Regions from separate parts of the Sus scrofa genome. Here region 2 is linked to region 1. Evidence: chromatin contacts called from public Hi-C data. All regions are on one chromosome and are shown on one strand. The core of a region is the stretch at or near the end of the contact, and the rest is flanking DNA. Distances in the headings are between cores, read along the strand shown. Region 1 overlaps FOXN3 (forkhead box N3). Region 2 has its middle 61 kb from the start of FOXN3.

Evidence for each region. A called contact is a pair of places that touch in the nucleus more often than the background predicts.
Region 2: a contact with region 1 is called in a Hi-C map of fetal liver, with 1.4 times the contacts expected there. The contact joins two enhancer-like sites. A contact is called at or near these places in 2 of 47 Hi-C or Micro-C datasets (fetal liver and heart right ventricle).

The regions. Positions count from the first base shown.
Region 1 is chr7:111,112,096-111,119,736 of Sscrofa11.1, forward strand. The region is part of intron 4 of FOXN3 (forkhead box N3); the gene reads right to left. Among named protein-coding and RNA genes, the nearest start is that of FOXN3, 230 kb to the right of the region's middle. Within about 2 kb of position 3,311, at least 10 of the 83 cell types and tissues checked have an H3K27ac peak or open chromatin away from gene starts, as enhancers often do. A contact at or near this core is called in fetal liver, where this site is marked.
Region 2 is chr7:111,398,439-111,406,079 of Sscrofa11.1, forward strand. It overlaps a transcript of FOXN3 not described here. Among named protein-coding and RNA genes, the nearest start is that of FOXN3, 61 kb to the left of the region's middle. Within about 2 kb of position 2,548, at least 3 of the 83 cell types and tissues checked have an H3K27ac peak or open chromatin away from gene starts, as enhancers often do. A contact at or near this core is called in fetal liver, where this site is marked.

The sequences.
Region 1 (7,641 bases), core at 2,061-4,560:
TGCGGGGTCACCTAAGTGGTATAAAGAAGGACAGTGGGGTCCATCCTTGCCCAGGTGCACACTGTAATCCCCCTCAGGCTGGAGATGGAAGACGGGCTGTGGGGACAAACAGGCTGCACTTGGGCAGGAGCCAAATGCGAAGACCCCTCACTAGGAGGAAATTGACTTGCAAGGCCTTGTCTTCAGTGGGCGTGAGGTCTCCCTGGCCCATCTGCTCTGCCAGGGATGGGATGCAGGACCAGAACTCAACTGGCCCTCCTGGTGCATATGGGAAGGATCGGCTCCGGAAGGCCAAGGCCCTTGGCTTTGGGGCCTGGAGTCTCACCAAGGTAGCTAGTAGCTTGACTGGCCCCTCCTGCCAGAAGCTCTGCAGTGAGAGAGTCTTGGGGCAAAGTAAGGCAGCTGATGCTGTGAAACTGCGAGTCCAAACCACGAGTATCAAGGAAACCCATGCCTTTCCATTGTGGTACCTCTGCTGTCCTAGGCAACCAAGGAGGGAGGGACATCCCACCACATTAACATGTAGCTCACGAGAGCCTGCATATCCTTTATCTTCCCCAGGAGCCCGTGAACCCCTCTAAGGCAGGGATAATGCCCCTTGCGTTTCTGTACGCAGGGGGACCAACACAATGCCAGGCATGGGGCACTCGGAAATGATGGCCCCTAACCCTGCTCTGTTTCTTTCCCCACCTGCTCATCTCCTGCTCCCTCCCTCTGTGATGAAGGCCTGGCTGCCTGAGACTCGATTGCGGCTGCAGCATGACCAGCTGTGCGACTTTGGGCCAATCACTTCACCTCTGGGAGAGTCACTTTCTCCCCAGGGGATTGGTCACAGTATCTACCTCATAGACTATGTGGGGTTCGATATATGATATATGGCTGAGACCCATGCCTGGCACAGAGCAAGCTCCCCTGAAGTGTCAGCTACTGCCGTCATTCGGATGACCACTTCTTTTTTGATTTATTAGATGGACTGTTTCCCATTCTGTCTCCCTCGCAAGGCTCCACAGGCAAGGACTGGTGTCCCTTTTCTTCACTGATGAATCCCAAGCACCAAGAACTGTGCCAGGCCCCCGGTAAATATTTATAAAATAAATAGATGAACCTAAGTTCTTGGATGGTAATGGCCATGTCGTCCCCTATGTTAAATGGGTCCGACATCCTTACACCGTTGGGCCTTGTCTCCCAGTGCAAATGAAAGTTCTCTGCCTTTTGTTGAAAATAATAGCTTCCATTTATAAAGTACTTTCACATCTGTTTTCTCATTGGAGCCTCCCAGTGTCCCGGTAATAAATTCCCATGGTGCCTCTTGGAGGAGCACATGCCCAGCAGCTCTGCAAAAATATCAGGACTTGAGGTTGATGGTAATGACAGCATCCCGCCTCATCTCACCTGTGAAAGGCCATTTATTACTTGAGGAGGCGGCGCCAGGCTGCCTAATAGTTTTCATTGCTTTACGTCGGGATGATTTTCTTGTTGCTGCTAGTCTGCTAAACAAACAAACAAACAAAGACTACCTGCTTTTAATTTGCTACCTCCCCCACTGCTATTTTACAATATATGTTTTTTTCTTGCCCAATTAAGCAAACAGTACATGTTCACCCTAGAAAATCTGACTTAAAGAATGAAGGGTATAAAGAAGAAAACTGAAATCACCCACAGCCCCATTCGGTGTTAGTACTTGCTTCGTAGGAAGTATCTGAAGCAAAATATTACTCTTTTGCAGAAGGATGTGAGCGTGGCTTCTGGCCACAATGAATTCTGGGAGTGGAGAGCAGTCCAGGCCTCGGGGGGTGGGTGGGGGGAGCTGGTGGCAGTAGCGAAGGAGTCTGAGCTGGAGGGTGGCTGAGAATACAAAAGAGTGGGAGGCGTTCCCTGGTGGCCCAGTAGGTTAATGACCTGGTGTTGTCACTGCTGTGGCTCAGGTCACTGCAGGGGCGCAGGTTTGATTCCTGGCTCAGGAACTTCTGCATGCCACGGGCAGGACTCCCCAAAAAGAGTGCACTGGGTCCAGGTCCCAGTGGGTCGGGAAGGGACAAAGTGGGGATCTGATCCAATGTGGCCGGCAGGGTGAAAGGTGTGCGTGCCCCTGTGGTTCCACTGACTGGAGTTTTTTAAGAGCAAGACGTGAGCTCCACTCTGGGGACAACAGCTGTTAGAAGGTTCCAGCAGACACGTGGGGTCCCGGGCTCTGGAAGGGGCAGACACAGAAGCCTCGCATCTGCAGTCAAAGAGAGGTCAAGCAAGAGCATGGCTGCCCACAAGGTCCTGTTTTCTGGGTCCGTGTTGTCTCCCTAATAGTGCATCCGAGCTGGGACACAGGAGAGAAATGTCTGTTCTGCCTTCTTCCAAGACTGGTGGGTGGGAGCAGAGCAACCGCAGGGTAACTGGTTCCCAGGTCTGCTCAAATCAGTTGGCCTGGGGGCCACCAATCATGGCGACTGAGCTCATATTAGAAATAACTGGTGTGTGGGGGGGGTCAAGATAAAAGCAGGTGGTAGCAGTTACTCTGGAGACAGGTAAGCCCAGTGTTTCAGGAAAGTGTGGACTGACGTCTCAAGAATCCTACCTGCCCTCAGGTTATAATCTTTCCTAATTGTACCTGGGCGAGGTCTGGGAAAAGTCACAGGGGCCACCTCATGGCAGCCATGAAAGTCCCTACCGTATTGTACTTTTCCATATCCAGGTCTTTTCCACAGCTAAGATTGCTTCCTGCTTCTGACCAGCTAGAGATATGGGCTGAGGCCCGAAGGTTCAAAAGAAGCCAGAATCTGAAAGTCTCTTCTTTCAAATTGCTCATCTGTAGGGAGCTGCATGTGTCTGAATCCCATTTTAAATTCTTCATACACAAGCGGTTCATATTCACATAGCTCATGCTGCACACGGTATTACCGACAACCAATAGATCCCATGTGCTCTCATCAATAAAATTACCGCCTCGGCTCTTACAGGAAACTGAGCTGTTGCGATCTTCTTTTGCTGTTTTAATCGATGCGAACCAGGGCAAGAAAAAACAGGGCCCTTAATTATATAACCGGGAAGGATTATATAACAAAGGTCCTGATGCAACGTTAACTGTGTCTGTGCCAACGAGGGCTGAAAGAACACATCTTTTTGGAAGTAACATGAGCCGTCGAGAGTTGTGCAAACCATCTTTCAATATTGGTTTAACTAATCCCATTTACTCACCACCAACAAAAATCTCTGCTCCTCTAACCTTGTTTTTTCCACGGCACTGGATGAAGCAACCCCATTTCAGGGTGACGGTTTGTTAAAGTGACAGCGCACCAGCACGTGCAAGACATACAGGGGGACGTGAGACGAGTGCATCCATTCCTCCGTGAGGCTGGTCTCCAGCGCCAGGCACGGCAATGATCACTTCGTAAGGGCTGCTAAGGCCACTTCTGGATTTCGAAATGGCAGGACGCTGATCATCTGTGACAGGAGCATTTGCGCGGAGAGACTTTCGAGAGCCACACAGCACTTCTTTGTTGGCGGAGCCCAAGAAACAATAAAAGTAACAACCAAAATAACAATAATAAACCCCTCTTCCTTTCAAAGTGTGCTGCCAAGCAAACCGATTGCTCTCTCTTCCTCCTTTACGTCTTCCTGAGAGAGATGACGTTCCAGGCCGCTCAGCACAAAGGACACGCACGCAACGTACCCTGTAGGTGACATTGCTTGGAACCTTTAGGAGAGAGGTTGATTCAAAGCTACCAAGATGCTGCTGTCATGAATCTACCCGGCGTTCTGCACTCGTGATTTAAACCAAGTCTTGAAAAGATGAAATTCACCGAAACAACATTAGTGGCTCTATTTCGACCTTCAAAAGGACAGGAAACTGCGGACAAGGCTAAAAGTGCAACTTGGTGGTGTCTGAAGTCATATAATAGCTGCCGGTTTTATAAATTCTACCCCCTGCAACACATGAACTGGAACTTTCCATCCATTTGAGGCTGGGTGGATTTTTTTTTTTTTTCCAATAACAGAGTAAAACTAAATACCCTTGGGACTTCTATTTTAAAGTTGCATAAACTTAGTCTTTCAAATCCCTTTGCTGAAGGTCAACGGGTTCCCCTTTTTCAATTCTTTAAAAAAAAAAAAATCCCTTTCCCCTGCCCCAGTAAATAAAGAAGAGTCAGTCATATCAAGTTAAAATTCTTGGCCCACCCCAAACGTTCCAAAGTCAAAACCACAGATTCTAGAGTTCCTTCAGAAATCTTAGGTGTGGGGGTGTGAGATTTGAAGTCCGAATTCAAGTCCTGACTCTTAGTAGCAGAGTGGCCTTGGATGGGTCACAGGACACTTCCCAGGGCAGCTGATCATCTGGCAGGAGGAAGAGCTGGAATAAATGTCCACCCAAGTCTTTTGCCCTCAAACCCTTGGTTTCCTGTCTACCCCAAGTGTTTAATGGGAACCACATCACCATTGGCTCTGCCTGCTTACTTCACCCTCTGGCACCACCTCACTGTCCTCCAGGAGGATCCCAGCGACCTCAGCCTGTCAGCCAGAAAACCGAGGACCCCCTCTGGTGATCAGATACCCCCAGCAAAGAGCATCTATTAGCCACTGATGTGACCTCAACAGGCACACGTGAACTTTCCCGACAACCTGAGGCCGTCTGGGTAGAATCGTAGTCCAATTCCCCCAGAGCAGTGTTGGGTATAAACCAGGCGTGTTAGTTTCTAGGGCTGCCCTAACCAAGAACCACAAACTGGGTAGCTTAAGATAACAGGAATGGATTGTCTTAGAGTTCTGGGGCTAGAGAGCCAAATCATGGAGTTCTTCCCAGGTGCGTCTGGGCCTAAATTTCCCTTTTTTAATAAGGACACCAGGCACAGTGGATCAGGGCCCATCCTCACAGCCTCATCTTGATGACAAGATGCAAACTGACTCCATCTGTAAAGACCCTGTTTCCCCATAAGGTCACATTCCCAGGTAACTGGGGCAGGGGGAGGATGGAAGCGGGGTAAGGACTTCAACATATGCTGTGGGGGGTGCAATTCAACTCACACCGCTAGACGGGCAGGCAGATTTTGAAGTCTAAACTCAAGGGCACCAATGAATGGGGGGATGACCACAGCCCACTTTCGGAGAAGTGGAAGGAAAACTGTCAGTGGGGAGACATTATGGTTCTCGTGGTTGTGTGGGGAAAAGATGTTTATTTTCGAGGGCTGGCCAGGTGAGCACTGGTGAGGAAAGCGCTGCTCTGTGCTGCATTCCCTGGATGTGCGGACACTTCCCCCTCTGAGCCCACCCAGTCCCCACTGCCAGCCGTGCCACCCCAACCCCCAACGGCTGAAATCCTCATACTCTTGAAGCGCCAGCTCAAATTCCACCAGCGGAAAGCCAAGTCGCCTACATGTGACCTTTGATGGCCCCGTGTCTGCTCCCTGGGGACCCTCGAACTATGGCCATTTGTACCCGCTCTGCCTGCCACGCCTTGAGAGCAGGGGTTAGTTCTTACTCAATCATTGCACCCACAGTAGGTACGTGCAAATATTTGCCCAAGGAAACCAGCAAAGATAAGAGGAGAATGGAAAGAAATACCTGCTGTTTTGAAAACTTCACCAGGAGAGGGACCTTTGAAACCAGGGGCTATTAGAGCCTCGTGGCTTATCGATTCCCCCATTGGATCTCTGTGACCTCTTCCCCTGTGCCGTGTTTCTTGGAAATCATCAGAAAGGCTGAAAGATGAACTAACCATTGAAAGGAAAGAATGCGAGCTCTTTTGGTGCCGAAGAGACTCTCGCTGGCCCTCTGAGAACTCATCTCCTTGACCAGTCATCATCAGCTGCCTCCAAGAGAAGACAAGCCCCTTGGCCTACGTTTCAGGCCCCCTCTGACACATAGTCACTTAGCAAATAACTGTGATAGGTAAATGAAAGCAAGCAGTAGTGCCTATAGCACCTTTCTGTAAACATCTGCTATTACCAACAGCTTGTAAGAAATACAATTTAAATGAATGCCATCAGCACAACAGCAGACTGAAGTGCATCAAAATGCTTCTCTCAGTGTGTGCCGATCTGCTGGGTAAGAACCTGTATGGTAGCCGTGACACTCTGGTGACCCTAATAGAAGGGTCTTTTTCTGCTGGGAAGTCAGTCCAGAAAGCGATACTGAAGAGCTGATGTGGTTACACCTTTTTGCTTAGCCTCAATCTCTTGGTTCAGCTTCTTTTAGAATCAAGCAAGTCCAACTGGTAACCTGGAAGAATTTTTTTTCATCAAGACCTCAATTCAGGATTTTCTTTTCTTCCTGTACTAAATTAACATAGCTATTTAAAAGTATGCCTAAAAGTTGACCATCTGAGAGGACTTCTGCTTTGAGGAAATGGAATAGGTGTACGTTCCCCTCATCTTCCCGTTAAATACAACTACAAACGCTGGACATTAAATATAAGAAAGGTAACAAGACTGAATGGTGGAGATAAGAAAGCAGACCGGCTAAGGGCTGTACAAAAAAGGCAAGGTACAGACCAAATTAACACAATATTAACAAATCTAATTCAGGAATATTTAAATAGAGCTATACACCATGACCAAGTGGGGTTTATTTCAGGCAGGGATGCAAGACTGGTTCAGTATTCAAAAGTCAATCAACTAATCCACCATATCAATAGACTACAAAAGAAAAACCACATGATCCTAATGATGCATGACAAATGACATAGGAAAAAAAACCTATGAAAAATAGAACATCTGATTTTGATAAAAATGCTCAGCAAATTAGGAATAGAAGGGACTTACCCAACTTGTACATCAAGGAGCATCTACCAAAAAATCCCGCAGCTAACATTAGACTTAATGAGGAAAGAGACTGAATGCTTTCTTCCTACGACTGAGAACAAGACAAGGAAGTCTGCTCTCACAGTCTCATTTAACATAGTGCTGGAGGTTCTAGCCAGTGCAATAAGGCAAGAAAATGAAATAGGCATAGAGATCAAAAGGGAAGAAAGAAAACTATCCTTATGTGTAGGACTGTCTACATATAAAATCCCAAAGAATGTACAAAAAGATGTCCTAGAATTTAGGTGCATTCACCAAGGTCTCAGGATACAAGAAAAGCATACAAAATCAACTGTATTCCTACATGCTCGCAATGAATGAGCAGACACCAAAAATTTAAAAATAATTACCATTTACAATTGTTCAAGAAAAATGAAATACTTGGGTGCACACATGACAAAACATGTATAGGAGTTGCATGTTGAAAACTGCAAAAATGCTAATGAGAAAAATCCAAGAAGATCTAAATAACTGGAAAGGCATATGCTATTCATGGATTGCAAGACTCAACACAGTAAAGATGTCCTTTGTCCCCAAACTGATTTATAGGCTTAATGCAATCCCTATCAAAACTCCAGCAAGATATTTTTTGCAGATACAGATGTCAGGTTATACATATATTACACTACAGTTGTGCAGTAGGAGAAACAGGATCTCTGTATTATTTTTTACAGCTGCCTATGAACCTATAATTATCTCAAGAGGTTTATTAAAAAACAAAACTGCCATTTCATGCATCTACTGCAAGAATGAAAACCAGTCTCAGCAATCAGAAAATGTGGACTTGACTTTGAAGAGCTCCTGAGGAAACTTTTAGATGGACATGAGTCACATGAGTGTAGAACTCAGTTTT
Region 2 (7,641 bases), core at 1,298-3,797, 290 kb after region 1:
AATCGTTTCAAGGACGCCATCCATTCTATTCCAGGTCTGTCTCCTCCTAGACTTGACAATGCAAGCCTTCATTTTCAAAATCAGAAGGTATAAAAAATGTGTTTAGCTGGAAGATATTCTGTGTGAAAGAATGTGCAGCTGACAGCAAACATTTCCAGCAGCACAGCCAATATTTTCCTATTTCCTGGACAATTTACTAAAAACCTTCCACCCCTGCTTTCATAGGTTGAAGGCATCTGCTGTGCCAAATTGTCTGCTGGTGACAGAGAGAAACCAACACATTCTTCATTGCCCAGGGATAAAATTGAAAAGGGAGAGAGAAGTGTCCTTGACAAATAGTAGACTCTGAACTACGCCTGTGTTACCCTGTCCCTGAGAGACTTCAAGTGCTGGATGATCAGAGATGGTGAGAAAGCAGCTCACTTATTTTTCACCAGTTTACACCATGCCAGGCATAATCCCCAACGTATCAAGAACCCCCAGGTCCTTGGGTGATTGCTTCACAAAAACATGGAAATGATGCAACAGAAACAACTGAGTTTTTTTTGTTTGTTTGTTTTGTTTGTTTTTGTTTTTGTTTTTGTTTTTTTTGACTCCTCCAGATGGAAAAGGTAGTGCTTTAAATATCATGTTCCCTGGACATCCGTCATCCAAAGCACAATGCAACCACTGTAGGGCAGAGAGAGAGGAGATATTCTGCGGGCAAAGCACGCAAACCAGAGCCTCAATCCACTGAGGAAATGTTCTTGTGCTTCTCCTTGGAACAGCGGTGGGGTGGGCCATGCACGAGAATGTTGCTGGCCGGCCTTGAAAGAAAGAAACCCTTTCGGAGACCAGCGACCTTAAACATCGCATCAGCCTTTGAAGTTATGCACAATGACATCCTTCGGTTCCTGGCCCGGGGCAGAAGTTTAAGCTTTAAGACTCCATTTACTTACCAAGAGTTGGAGAAATATTTTCACTGCGGCACAAGGTAAAAGAGCCAGGTTTTTCAAAAAGCAAGGGATCGGATGGTGAGGTCGGGGAATATACCCTTTACAGGGGGCCACCCCACAGTGTGAAGGGAATCCAGAGCTAGAAAAGTACCTTTCTGGGGTTAATCTTTCTTTTTAGTCTTCTGTACCATTCAGATCAGTTTTGTAAAACTCACATCAAAGTCACAGAAGCAGAGGTGGTTCTGAGGCTCCCCCCTCCCTCTAACCCATCCTTGGTCCAACCTGCCCAACCCATGCTTGTCCTTCCTACCAACCTCTTCACATCTCTGAACCAGTCTCACCCCACCCACCCACCGCGAAAAAAGGGCACCCCCAGCTCCCTGCAGTGCTGCTTCTCCAGTAGGAATCCAAGGTGTGATAACATCTCCCACAGCAGGGTGAGGGGGAGCTTCGTGCCCACTGCTGCCTCGATACAACTCTCTAGAGCATCCAAATTAGCGTTTATTCCTTGTGGTGGGTTCCACCTATCTGGTTGACCACTCCATCCTGGCACATTGTGCACCCAGCCACCACAGTGTTGAGTACATAGCAAGTACTCAACGCATGCTTGTAGAACAAAGGCCCCATTCCTCCAACCCCAACATTTTCTCTTTCCATTCTGCCAGATATCTACTATCTTAGGGTACAGTCACCGGGGCCTCATCCAATGCTCTTGGACATCGAACCTTCTCTTGCCGGAGCTCTTTGGCTTTCATCTCATGCCATGGCAGACGTCCTTTTGCAAGATCCCAAAAAGCTGGGACTCCAGAGATTCTGGGAACCTCAAAATAGTCACCTAAGAAAAGGTAGCAATGCTACATGCCATCGTGTTCATGGTTTGAGAAGCTACATCAAACTAATTACTGAACTGGAGCCAAAGACTTGAAGGAAAACAGAAGGAAATCTGTTGCCTTGAGATGTATCTTTCTTCTTCAAAGAACTCAGAGCTGCTCCCGTCGTACATGATGTTAGGATAGGCCTTGGGCCAATCATTGTGAAGAGCATCTGAAAAATCACTCAGAATTGTGTGCTCCGTTGTTTTGCAAAGGATATAACTATTTGTTTGCTTAAGTGAGGCGGTAGGGATTGCTGGAAAGGTTCTGTGAAGATATTAGCTAACCTCAAGTCCCCACCAGCAAACACAAGCATGCCGTTCACACACGGGGTCACAACCACCCACATCATCTCGGACTCACAGATATGAATAATGTATAAACGAGCTGAACCCCATTCCAACGAGCAAGAGACTTTAGCTCACAATGGAAATGTAAACACGACCTTTAGCTGAAGATAGTCTTTGACTCCAAAGGGGTCACATACACAATACAAACAAGGTCTTTACTGGGGCCTGCACGGGTCTCCAGGGGGGCTGTGCTGAAGTCTCCTAATGGAAGGGGTGGTAAGTCGTCGTGAAGGGGCTGATTCGAACACCCCATTTGCCGCGTGTTCCCAATGAGAACGCGACACGAGAGCCTCTTCATCTGAAAATCTTCAAGAGATCCTGCCTGGTCCATGAGGCTCCATGTCCCCTTCAGAGCAAAGAGGCCACACGGCTCCCATATTTACACAAAGGGGACAGTTTGGTCAGGAAGAACTCTGTAAAGTAGTGCTTGCGGATTAATCGAGTTAAAAGATAAGCCCAGTTAAAGGAGCCTCTTGCTTAAACAATACACAGGTGGAAAAATGAGTGAAATAAAGAAAGCGAAATTCAGGAGGTACCATCGCCAAATACACAACTTGTCATTTCTAATAAAGCAAGAAGGTGGAACTTGAGTCACTGAGCAAAATGCTCAATACCCAGTTAGGATCCACGGCCCCTGAAGAGCTACCTAATTACCCCAGAGATGAAGTCCCCGGGTGGCAGGTCCCCAGGGTCCTTTCCAGGCACCTCCATCATTCATCGGGAAGTCAGGGAAAATGAGTTATCTAGGTGAGGTTTGATGCTCCCAACTTTTCAAGGGTTGCTCAGATCTCAGAAATAAAGACTGGCAGATCAAGGGGGAAGCACAGACATGACCGTTTGGTTCATTAGAATCGTGGAGCTAAAATCTCTTTTTGCAGTTGTAAGGAGCCAGCGTCAATCAGTTTTCCAAACGGGAAAAGGAAAGTACCCTAGCCTTTACTGTAACAAACCAAGAGCCATACGAAACTCAAGCATGATAAAAGGCAGAACGAAAAAATAAAACTTGAGTAATTCCTCTTAAGTGACTTTCTTTCAATCCATTTTACTTTATTTTAGCAAGAAGAAAGTATGAGATTTGAGGCTCTGTCCATATGTTTGGTTGCTGTTCACTTTGATTTTTTGTTTACGTTTGTCTCAATTTTTTCTTTAATGGTAACAGCTGCATATGGACAAAATTCAAAAGGTTCAAAAGGATAAAAGCAAATAATCTTATCACCTGTCACCAGCCACCTAATTCCTTCCACTCTTGGGCAGTAAACACGCAAACAAAAAACATCAACTACTACCCAAATACTACCCCCAAAAATAGGGCTTGGGAGGAAAAAAAACAAACGAAATAAGGAAAACCCCCTAAAACAATGATCTAAATCTGGTGTATCCTTTCAGATCTAATCTATGCAAACATTAGCATTTCTTTCCTTTGTGAAAACACAAAAGAAATGTTTTTTTGTAAACTGTTCTGTACTTTGCATTTTTTTCCCTTAACATATCTTCAAGGTCATTCCCCATCAGTAAATACAGAGATGTCTTATTTGGTACAAGTGCAAGCACATCTGCAGGATAAACTTCAAGAAATGGAAGAGCTTGCCCCAAATATATGCATTTTCTTTTTCAATTAATATTACCAAGATGTCTTTCCCAGAGACGGTATCAAATTATACACCCCTCAGCAATGTCAGCCTCTGCCTCTCCCCACCTTGGCAAATACACAGCAGTATTAACATTTGAACATCACCAGGCTGACAGGTAAACACGATCTCTTAAAGTGTTAGTTTCTCCTTCTCTTATTAGCAGAGAGGGTAAGTAACATTCTCATATATTTAAGAGCCATTTAGTTCCTTTTCTGTTAATGACCTGTTCACATTTTAGGTGATTTTCCTACCACTTTCTCTTTCTTAAAAGGCAGTCTCTCTAGCAAATGCTATCCAAACTGGTCTTTTGTATAGTTCTTTGTAGTTGTTTAAGCCCATCCATATACGATCTAATGCAATAACTGCAATGAGCTGGGGAACAGGCATAAAAATATGATTCCCATTTTACCGCCAAGGACACCGAGGTTTTGATTCTTAGTAGGTTTGACCAAACAGCTCACAGAAGTTTGTAAACAGGACTAGCATTTGCGTAGCTTATCTTCCAGTCTAATGATCTGCTCGTGTCTGCTTACTATGTTCAAATGCCTCTTAGGAGTTCCCATTACGGCTCAATGGGTTAAGAACCTGACTGGTATCCATGAGGAGGCGACTTTAGTCCCTGGCCTCGCTCAGTGGGTTAAGGATCTGGCATTACCAGAAGCTATGGCACAGCCTGCAGATGCAGTTCGGATCTGGCATTGCTGTGGCTGTGTATAGGCCAGTCGCTGCAGCTCCAATTCGACCCCTAGCCTCGGAACTTCCATATGCTGCAGGTGTGGCCCTAAAAAGAGGAAACTTGCAGACATAAAAATTTGCAATGTGTATGTATTTACTGATGGAACAACAAAGATGGATATTAAAGACTTGCTTCGACTTCTCCAGACAACATCCATCTATCTATCTTAGCCAGGGGCATATGATTAAAACCTGCAAGGAAGGATCTCCACAGTATACAAAGGGTAGGGGGCAAAGAACAAGTGAGTTAGTACAGGAGAGAGGCAGTATGAAGTCAGAGGACAGGGGGCCCTGACTTGGTGCATGAACCAGGAAAGGAACAGTGCCAGCCTCAAAGTTGATAGGCAGCCGGTGGGTGGAGGTGAGCAGAGTCCCCTCTGCTGGGCTGGTATTGAGAGGCAGGCTCTGCTGTGTGGAAAGGACAGGGCTGAGCACTGGCCTCTTAGCACCTGGGGTGCTCAGCCAGGTAAACAAGACAGGAGATCTGGGCTCAGCAACAGAGTAGGGACCAGCTTGGGGAACCAATAAAAAGAACTAAGACTCAAGGTCAAGGTTGGACAAGGCAACAAGGATTCTGGAATGGAGATCCTTAAACACAGTCTCAGGTCAAGATCTAACCTAGGACTTGGGCAAGCCCCTCCCTCAGGGAAGCTGAGCAGCTTTAGCTGTGCAGTGAGTGAGAAGCGTGGGTCTGGAGCCCAGGGGTCCAGTGCAGCCAGCCACATCAGGGGCAAGGGAGGAAGCAGGCCGGCAGGGACCATCACCGTGGCTCCAGCAGGCCCTGGGAAGCCGGCTGGAGAGTGGGGGAAACAAGGGGGCAAGGTGGGGGCAACTTGATTTTTACTACCTGGCTGAGATGCTCCAATGCATCCCCTGCAACCTACTCACATATGAATAAGTTTAGATCTCCCTTAACGTGATACTTCTTCCTATTTATCACTAAAGAGTCTCGCTCACTCACATTCTCAGCGCTGGAGGAAGGCACAGTGCTACCAAAAGGTAATAAGAAAAGTGCAATTACACAGAGTTCCATCTGTGGCACAACGGGATTGGTGGCAACGCTGCAGCGCCAGGACACAGGCTTGATCCCCAGCCTGGCACAGTGGGTTTAAAAAATCTGGTGCTGCCGCAGCTTCGATGTAGGTAGCAGCTCTGGCTCAGATCTGATCCCTAGCCTGGGAACTCCATATGCCGCGGGGTAGCCAAAAAAGAAAAAAAGAAGGGCAAATACAGTCCGAGGACTCATTTATTTATACGATGTATCAGAACTTATGCACACAAATCTCATCTGAGATTTGTAAGTTCCCCTCTACACTGAGTAGAGGGTGTCAGGAATGGGGAAAGCTATTATTCTCTTTAGCTTTGGGACCTGGCACCAGCAGCTGAGGGGACAGAGGTGGTTTTATTGGCTCAAATATATCTTTTGGGGAGCAGGGGCTCTCCAAAAACAGTGAGGGGCTGCCACACTAGTCTCCCTTGCAAAAGCCAGTGAGGAACACTGACAAGGGGTGGGGCCAAGTTGTGGCCACATGCAGCCCTTGAGTCACCAGGGAAGGGATAAGGAGAAAAAACAAGGACCACTTCTCACACAGCCTCCAGACGGGGACCGTGCCCTGCCCCCGGTTACCAACACCATTCAGTCTTGGAGCAGAAGCGTGTGGCAGCAAAACTCTAGCCCGGGACTGCCACGGCTTTATGGACACTAGGAATCTTGTCACACGATTTGAGAAGTGACCCTGGTTTACAAGTTTGAGTCGCATGACTTTATAATGACCTACCATCATGGACCCCAAATGATAGGACCCTGCAAATATTACTTGCTCTCAAGTGATTTACCTTTTGTTACCCCTGAGGATAGTCAAGAGAAAAATAAAACCAGCTACACGGCTTACTGAAGGCATCCTGCAAGTGGACGATTGAGATAAAGCACTTCATACACACCGATTCGGCTCTGAATGCCAGAACTGACTTTCTCAAGGTCACACAGCCATTCGCTAGACATGCTGACATTGGAAACCAGGTCTCCCCTTCATAACTTTGCCCTATGGTCTCCAGATACAGCCTCAGTTCAGAAATGTCCAGATTATTTAAAACATGGAATGGAATTCCTGCTGTGGCACAAGAGGATCGGCAGTGTCTTGGGAGCACTGGGGCACAGGTTCGCTCCCCAGCCTGACCCTGTGGGTTAAGGATCCACTGTCACCACAGTTTAGGTCACAACTGTGCCTCAAATCTGATTCCCAGGCCCAGGAACTTCATATGCCTCAGGGCAGACGAAAAAGAAAAAAATAAAATAAAATAAAACAGGTAACAACCGCCATGCCCGTGCCTAGACCAATTGGAAAAGACACCGGCAGTAAATGACAGGTGCCTTCTGGCTGAAATCAGCCCTGCGTGTAACCTCCAGGGTGCAGGAGGAACAGCCTCAACTGATGCAGGGATGTTACCCTCCACCAGATTTGAAACAGAAAGCCAGACCAAAAATGTTCTGCGCCCCCCCCCGCGCCCCCATTTGGTAGAACAATTCTGCCCTCACATATGCCTTCAAAGGGTTACTATGAGAGCATTCCACAAAGCTTGACTCTGTCAAAACTACGCTCAATTAAACTAATAGAGGATGTTCCATTTCAAAACATGCCCCTGTTCCATCCTGATGAAGAAGTATCAAAAGAGAATGAATTTGGACCACTTTTAAATGATGACATCTGCATGACTGCAGCGATTCACCTATCAAACTAATTTAGGCTTAGAGCCCACATCAACACGGCTGTCAGAGAGTTGATTTCTATTCATTTTAAAACTTCCGGGCTCAAGAGTGATCCGTGGGAATTTTCATGTCATGGGAAAAGGGAGAAAAAAAGAGAATGGAGTTCTTCACCCAGCAACAAGATTGGAACTCACAATTTAGCCAGCGAGGGTTTACTGAGTGCCCCGTGCAAGGTTCCATCCTTCAAAAGGAGGACATTCCAAAGCACAACCTCCATGCTAATGGAGCATACAGTCCATCCAAAAACATTGACAATGAGGATGATAGACAACCATTAATATTGATTTCCTATTAAGCCATGGACTGTCCCATATGCTGTACTAAATTAAGCCTCACCAGGTGCCACTAATT